Linked DNA regions of Sus scrofa: region 1 is linked to region 2. Evidence: chromatin contacts called from public promoter capture Hi-C data. All regions are on one chromosome and are shown on one strand. Each heading gives the region's core, a stretch centred on a gene start, on an enhancer-like site or on the middle of the called end of the contact. The rest is flanking DNA. Distances are from core to core; before and after follow the strand shown.

The links. Promoter capture Hi-C pulls out the DNA fragments that hold promoters and counts their contacts.
Region 1: a contact with region 2 is called in a promoter capture Hi-C map of fetal liver, with 2.3 times the contacts expected there. The contact joins the promoter of RSBN1 here to the promoter of OLFML3 in region 2. A contact is called at or near these places in 1 of 5 promoter capture datasets (fetal liver) and 1 of 2 datasets of contacts at active chromatin or transcription factors (alveolar macrophages).

The regions. Positions count from the first base shown.
Region 1 is chr4:106,757,033-106,761,098 of Sscrofa11.1, forward strand. RSBN1 (round spermatid basic protein 1) reads left to right here and starts at 1,814. Exons shown (of 7, transcript XM_021090720.1): 1 at 1,814-2,702. The coding sequence starts at 2,018. PTPN22 (tyrosine-protein phosphatase non-receptor type 22) reads left to right here. Exons shown (of 21, transcript XM_021090719.1): 21 at 1-1,069. The coding sequence ends at 14.
Region 2 is chr4:106,568,907-106,573,052 of Sscrofa11.1, forward strand. OLFML3 (olfactomedin-like protein 3) reads right to left here and starts at 2,180. Exons shown (of 3, transcript XM_021090022.1): 1 at 694-2,180; 2 at 1-343. It overlaps HIPK1 (homeodomain-interacting protein kinase 1), which reads right to left. Exons shown (of 16, transcript XM_021090012.1): 16 at 2,503-4,146. The region is part of intron 2 of LOC102157897 (a long non-coding RNA gene); the gene reads left to right.

The sequences.
Region 1 (4,066 bases), core at 564-3,063, 190 kb after region 2:
CTTGGAATCTTTAACACAACTTTGGAATATAGACTGGAACTGAATATGCAAATAAAACTACTAGAATACTGCTAGCTAAAATAAATGATCTATATTCATAATATCAACAATGAAGATATGGAATGTGTTAGTTTTTAAAAGAAAAGCAATATGCAAATAAGTGCCAGAAGTTTTACATTTTCATCTCATTTACATTGGGTTGGGAAAGTGCAAATAAGAGTTTGTCACTTGAGCTATGTATAAAGAATGCTGTATAAGAAAGTTTTAGAATGGACTTATTTTCCATTTTTGGAAGTTATTTTTATTTTACTTTACTTTTCTACCTAAATAGAAACTAAAAGACTTGTAAGAATTGGATCTCAATTAAATGTCGGATACTGCCAGAAATGACTATAAATAGCGTTTTGAAAAAATCTTACTTTGTGGTTACAGTACAAAATTACTGCTTGTGACAATGACTATTCTCTGGGAGTTATTTTTGCCTAAATGGAGTATACATCTTTCTAAATGTTGTGGGAAATAAAGAGTAGTAAGAAAAGAAGTTATATTTAAGAGAATAAAATATGTGTGTAATGCCAGTAATCAATCTTTTATATGGATACACCAAATAACAAGAGTTCAGTTACATTTCTGATGAGTTTTAGGTGAAATTATTCAATTACTAAATCTAGAAGAATAATCAACAAAGTAGCTATCTTTTGATAGCATTTTTTTTTTCATCTCAAAAGTCCTATATAAATAAACATGGACAATTTATATTCAGCTCATCAGAGGTACTACTACTTAAATTTTTTTTTCTATGTGAATATGGCTCTGTGTTAAGAAAGTTTATCTAATTTTATGTAACAAATAAATTAGCAGGTAATAATTAAGCATTCTGCTGAATTCCCCTCAACGATTTCATTTAAAATTTTTATAAACTCTCTAAAAATCAAATACTTAAGACAGTATTTGTTCTTCAATATTTTTCATTAGCAATCCCAACGAAGGCACACATTGGATGAAATATTACCTGTTTATTGTGTAATGTATACAACAGGTGCTCAATAAACTTCTGTTTTTAAACTAACTTTAGTGTTCGTTGAGTTGAATCCTTCTTGAGGCACTAGAGGTACCAAACCACAGTGATTTTATCTGAGTACTTTATTGTAATCTATTACTTCCGAATATCTTTATCAAGGAGATAAAATCCTAACGCGATGGCGAAATTGTAAATAAATTTCTGTCCAGAAACCTTGGGGAGCAGTGACGATTTCTGGAGTGTTCTCTGGGAGGCACACTTCTCAAGTTTATGCAACCTTATACTTAAACGATTTGAAAAAACCTTAAATTCCTAAACACGCTTTTCCATCTAGAATTTTTTCTTAACTGTAGAGATGGACTCGACCCTTCCAAGCACTAGCTGGGATGGGGCTCGACCGCGAGCTGGGGCGGCGCTCATCAGTCTCTCAAGCAGTTCTTGCACCTGCCTCGTCGCGCCTCTACTTGTAACCATAGCAATCGGTGGCTAGGAAGAGGTTCAAAAATGTCTGATTTGCAGTTCCGCTCTATTTTAAAGCAAAATCGCCCTCAGAGCACATTACTAAGTGCCCCTTTCCTCCGCATCTCAACGCTTGTCCAAGGGTAAAAGGCCGGAGATTCTTTTACCTCACAAAGGTTATGGAAGGAAGAGGAAATTTAAAAGTAACTATGGAGACACCTCCTCTGTGTTAAACGACGAAGGGGCAAACGGAGACGATAATGGGAACGCGCCGACAGACTCCGAAAGCCATTAACATTGTTTCGGCCGTTAAGGCGGGGCTTGGCGGTTGCGTCGCATCCCGAAGCGTGACTCGGCGCACGCTCTCTTTCTGCTCCTCCGCTTGCCGAGCCAGCGACGCGGAGGGGGCGCGGGGGAACTACCGCTCCCGTGAGGCTCTGCGCGGCCCAGGGTGCTTTACAATAGAGCTGGGTCGGCGGGGCCTGCGGAGAAGAGCTGGGAAGTGCCGCTTCCGGCTTGTTCAGCTCTGGACGAAGAATGGCCGAGAAGTGGAGGGTGGGGGAGAGACTCCAATGCCCAGCGGGCCGTGCGCGGGCGGCGCCTGCGCGGTACGCGGACGGGGGGGCGGTCGGGCCATTTAAATGTGTGTTTGTGGGTGAAATGGCTGCGCAGGTCGGAGCGGTGCGCGTAGTACGGGCGGTGGCGGCGCAGGAGGAGCCGGACAAAGAGGGGAAGGAGAAGCCCCATGCTGGGGTCTCGCCACGGGGAGTGAAGCGGCAACGTCGAGCGAGCAGTGGGGGGTCTCAGGAGAAGCGGGGGCGGCCGAGCCAGGACCCCCCTCTCGCTCCCCCTCACCGGCGCCGTCGCAGCCGCCAACATCCCGGGCCGCTGCCGCCAACGAATGCCGCCCCAACTGTCCCAGGCCCTGTTGAGCCTCTGCTCCTGCCGCCTCCGCCGCCACCTTCGCTGGCACCCGCCGGGCCCGCTGTCGCTGCCCCGCTCCCCGCTCCGGGCACCTCGGCCCTCTTCACCTTCTCGCCGCTGACGGTGAGCGCGGCCGGGCCCAAGCATAAGGGCCACAAGGAGCGGCACAAGCACCATCACCACCGCGGCTCTGATGGTGATCCCAGCTCCTGCGTTCCGGGAGAGCTCAAGCACAAGGACAAGCAGGAAAACGGCGAGAGGACTGGAGGGGTGCCTCTAATCAAGGCCCCCAAGAGAGGTGAGAGGGGGCGATGTGCCCCGAGCTTGAGTTCCATCTAGGTCTCCTCTCTCTGTTGCGATATCCCGCCCCTTTAGCCCTGAAAGACGCCACCCCCCTGCTTACCTCCTGCTGCTCTACTCCCTTGAGCCTGCTGGGGTGGACCCTGGATTTCAAACCGTTGACATAGTCTGACCTACTTGGGGCTCCTCGTTTCGAGGCCGAGCTGTCAGTTAGTAACCCTCTTGTCCCCTCCCGAGCCCTTACCAACGTTTGTTTTCAAATTCGCCAGGCTTTCCGCGCCGCGCGGTCCTTGGCGTGGGATTAGTGGGTTATTAAAAACTGCCTGTCTAAAGTAAAGGTTTGTCGCTGAAATCCTTTTTTCCCGTTTTCCTTGATGGGAAGCTTTAATATTCCCTCTCTTCTGCTCCAAAATATTTACGAGTGTGGTTTGGGGCTTTAATGAGTTTAAATTTTTACGGAGATCAATTCGACTCACTGGTTTTCTTAGCTTCTGCAAGGTGATATATCAGATGCAGTTTATCTTGGTTGGTTTTTTACTTGGAGGTAAAAAAATCATTTTTAATCTTTATGTGCAAGCTTAATTTTCAGAAAAGTAGTGGGGGAGGTTTCCTCTCCTTGATCCTAGACTATTGGCCCAACCGTACCTCTGAAAAGTGGCAGTGTTCAGTAGTTGCATTTTAATCTGTCTGGCACAGCAAATTGAGAGTTTATTTATTTCCAGCAATCCTCTCTAGAGTCAAGAATATTTAACCTAGAAAGTGAAGAGTTATCTAAGTGAGTGTGGGTTCCAAAGAAATTAGGTTGACTAAAATTGGGTTTTCCTATTTCCTAGTACCTGTAGCATTTATTTACATTCTCTTTAGCAGAAAAGGCAGGGCGAATAAGAATTTTGATTATGCCCTGTGTTTGTACTTTGTATAAGATTTTATATAATTTGTTAGTGTTATCTAATCAAGAATTTAAAATACTGTGTTTCTTAGTACTGGGGCAGTTATTGCATGTTAGTGAACTTGTCTTTCAGTCTAAAGTTGGTGAGTCTTGGATTTCTCCCACATATTTGTTCTTAACTTAGGGCTAATAAGTTTTTTTGTGGTGCCATTTTCAGATATTGCAGTTCCTTGCAAATAATTGTGTGATAAGCTTTTATTGAATTGAATTAAATCTTTCTTCTTTTGGTGTATCCAAACCCAAATTCCTCAGGAATAGCACTTATGCCAAACTGACACGAGTGTCTGTTTCCACCACCAGTATGCAGTGACCTTGCTCTCTTTTTGTTTTTACCTTTATTTCTCACCTTCTTTCATGTGTGTATGTGTTTTTGTGTGTTTTAACTGTACAGAGCTAGTGGGACTCTCAGAGAT
Region 2 (4,146 bases), core at 930-3,429:
ACGGGGTAGCAGGAGGGAGGGCTGAAGGGTTACAGCTCCCAGGCAGGGAGAGGCCCAACCAGGGAGTTGGGAACAGGGAAAAGTACAAACTCAGCCAGGCATCAACATCCCCTTCAACCCCCACCGAAAGGAAACCAAATGTTCAGAGATGCTAAATGTGCAGAGAGCCCGGCTGAGATTCACCAAGGCCCCGTCTCCACGTCTGTCCTTCAGCCCGCGTTCTGTGAGCAGGGCCACTGAGTCTTCTGAGCCTCTGGGGCAGTCTGAGCGCCTGAGGGTGAGAAGGGGTCTCAGCTCCATTATACAAGCCTCCTCTCAGGAATAGGCTGCTACAGACTTCAAACTGTTGAAAAGGCAGAAAGTTGCAGATTCGCTGAGAACTTCCAACTTTCACAGAATCATCAGCTCAGCCTGAAATGCACCCGCACAACCCTAGCTCTCATTTCTACTCTGTTCCCTTATCCCATCTAACCCCAGGGGTAAAATGCAAAGGTCTCTGCTCTGGAATTGCCCTATGCATGTGGGGGAAGAGGAGGGCTTGCCATTTTGAAGGTCCTCTTATTAAAAGAGGGAGTTTTCTGTAGGTTCTTACAGAGCCCTAACTAGTCATCCCCAGATCCCCGACAAACTGGGCAAATCAACAGAAGCTGTGGAATCCTTCCAGGCGGGGCCAGGAGAGAAGGAGTCACTTACCTCTAAAGCAGCTAGTCGGCGTTCCATGTACTCCACAAGGTGCTGCTGCTGTCCTTGAATGGGTCCCGACCACGACAAAAGGACCAGGATGAGGACAGGAGTGCGGGGCCCCATGGCAGCGGGAGAGCAGGGCCCGGCAGCGTGCAGTCGTGCGGCCAGCCTCCTCCACTCTAGCGGGCGGCGCGGCTAGCTTTGGAGGCGGGCTGGGGGCGGTGCCTCCTCTCTTTCTGGATCTCCCAGTCTCCCTCACTACTCTGGAATGCTTTCAGTCTCCTTACGGGCCGCCACCCCCTCCCTTCCGCCTGGATTGATCAAACACAGATGGCCCTGTTACAGAGAAGCCAGAAGCCTTAACCACCTCCCGCCTGGGCTGGTAGGCTCCCCAGAAGAAGGGAAGGAGATTGGAAACCCCAGGGCAAAGGCCTTCTGGGCAGTCACCAAGGAAAAGATGCTAGCAGCAGGAGGCAGAGGCCCCAGAGAAAACAGCAAACTCTGTTCCTGTTTCAGAATGCTCCCAGTGCTGAATGAAGAAACATCCTTCATTAATTCCTTCCTTTACCGGCAATAAAATAGTGTGAATTGTTTTCTGCCTTTAGTGGAAGCCGGAAGCAGGGGTGATGAGGGTTATGGGGAAGAGATGGGAAAAAAGGCCTTGGAGGTCGTCTGTACTACCTCTTCTAGAGCTCATTGGCGCCACCTTGTGCTAAATAAGCACCTGATGTCATCTCAGGATTAACAGGGAAACCAAGGCTTAGACTTCACCTCTTGAGGAAAATTTTCCACAAAGCAAGCCAAGTAGATTGAATTTACAGGGATTTTCATGATTAAAATGCAGCCTTCCCCATGGGGCTATTCAATTATTTATGAGGGCTATCTCAATCTCTCTCTGATTTAGCCTAAGAGAATGTAATTGAAATAAACAATTATATAAAAAAAAGCCCAAAAATAGGTCATTGAGAAATGAGTAAATTAATTCTTGATTATCTAGACGTGAGACTGACAGCAGAGCTTTTCTATATATAGTCTTCCTTTGCCTGAAATCATCTATGCATATTCTCTTACCAAACTTGGGGAGTGTTGAGTGAGTTCACATTAATTTTACACTCATCTATTTAGGGGGAAAAAAATCAGAAAAACATGTTGAGTCTAAATCAAAATAAATGCATTCTGACTTCCCTACCAATAGGAGAGAAGAGATTATGGATCATTTCTCTTGGTTATGGCCCCAAAGGGCCTTTCTAAATGTTTCTCATTTCCATATCCAAAGTAGGACTGCAGGAGCCAGCCCAAAATGAATTAATGGCCACCGTAAGGTACCCTTGTCCTAAAACACATGCATCAAAAGAATTCAAACAAACACAGCATTTATTCAGAGACCTGCAGTGAATGAAGCTCTAATTCCTTATCAGGAGAAATTTTACTCACTTTAATCAAGAGAAATCTGATCAGATGTCCTTCTCCTCTGGGAAAAAAATAGTATCTTCTTGTGGTTATTCTTATTTTCATTCTGCTACTTTAGATGTCTGGTGGAACATGCTAGGAGGCAAAGTTTAATTACAACCAGTGTGAGAAGTCTGTGCCTCTTTCAGAGGGCCAGATCCAGATGATCTTAAGTTAGGGCCCTGGACGCTCCATTCTTGGGAAGCGTCCTCTACCGACCCCTATTCATTTCTGCGTGGAGATCTGTATGAAGAATGAATTTGCCTCTAACACTCTACTGAGGTTCAGATGCAATGGACCTGGCCATTCCAAAGATGCCTATTACCGACCCTTTGGAACACTTACAACAGAAATCAAAGAGAGCCACTTGAATCAGAAAATTTATCCATTTTATTGATGCATTGCAATTGCTCTACATTTTACCATATTATGTAGAAAATACTGAAAATACAAGCTACTTTGTAAAACTAAAGACAAACATTGAATCCAAAGATAAACTATGTTTTACACAATGGACCCTTTTCCCATAGTTAGTATTAAATTTTAAATATCTATTTCCTTTGTTAAAATGATTATTTTACATACTCCCTAAGTACATCTGCATTACAAACAAAGCTCAGTAATTCTCAGAAACTGTTTCTAGAGGCTTGTTGTAAAAGGAAGCGCACAACCGGAAAAGGGAGAAAGCAAAAAAAGTTTAAATCGCACACAATAACTAGCATATCAAATACATTTAATAAAGTTGGAATTCCATTGCAATATCAAGGGTTCAAAGCAGAAATACTAACAATACATATAATGTACATAAAATGTACTGCTACATGTAGTGAGATTATTTTTCAAGCTGAATCAAAACCACACATTATATAAAGTTTAGCAACAAACAACCATGTAGACATGCTGCACCATCCATCAGTTTAAAAAAAAAAAAAATCGAAATAGGAAGCAGGCTTGGGTCATTCCTGTCACTGAGAGGCAATTTCATTTCCTATCCTAAAATAAATCACCCTAACCAGTGGGTTTTGCATAATAATGCTGAAGAAAACACACACTACTGTGCTTGCCTGGCTCTAGGCAGTCAAGCTCAGCCCCTCTAGTGGAGGACGATGGATGGTCACAACTGTTTAAGTGGAGTTATTCCTGGGCCTGGGGATTTTAGCTGAGCACTGACTGTAGTATCACTTCCTGGAAGCGACTGAAAACTCTGGAATGATCTAGTGTCCTGCTGAGCCTAGAGTGGCTGTACCTAACCCTTCCCACTTCCTCTCTCACCCCGAAGGGGAGAAGTTGGAAATACAAATTCTGAGAGGACCTAAAGCCTTAAGCTGATCTGAGGTCAGGCCACTGTGACCTGGGCCAGATGCTCACTTAATTCCAGGGGCTTCCCCCATCCTGTCAGGGCCAGTAATGTTAAGCCCCAGGGACAGGCTCTAAAGCCACACTGAGCACATATACACAGACATGGGTGGATGTTTTTATCTTGGTAAGTCTGAAATGCCAATTTGCAAACTAAGACTGAAAATGTTTAAAATTCTTAAAGCCACACATTGCTAGTAAGGTGATTAAGGTAACAATACAAGCTCTTGGTATTGTCTTCTCCCTGTGAAGACTCCTATCTTAAGTGGTATCCACTCATTGGACTGGGGGTGGGGAGGGGTGGGTAGGAGTGGAGTGTTTTGTGGTGTTTTTTTTTTTTTTTTTTTTTTTTTTTTCCTGCATCTCATTTCTTACAAAAACAACAAATCTTATCCCTTGTAGAAGAAAGATAAGGAACAAAAAATGTTTCCATCAGAAACTAGATCTGTCTTTGAGCAAGAAAATGAGAATGTGCTTGGCAAAAAGAGACACAAAGATCACACACGCTGACCAGAAAACTATGTAATACTAGTGACAGAAACTATACAAACTGCTTGGGTATCTTGACCAATAATGCTGAAAACACAACTCAATATAATGATAAAAAATATATATAGAAAACGCCGACATGTTCCTGGTCGGCTGTACTGACTATCT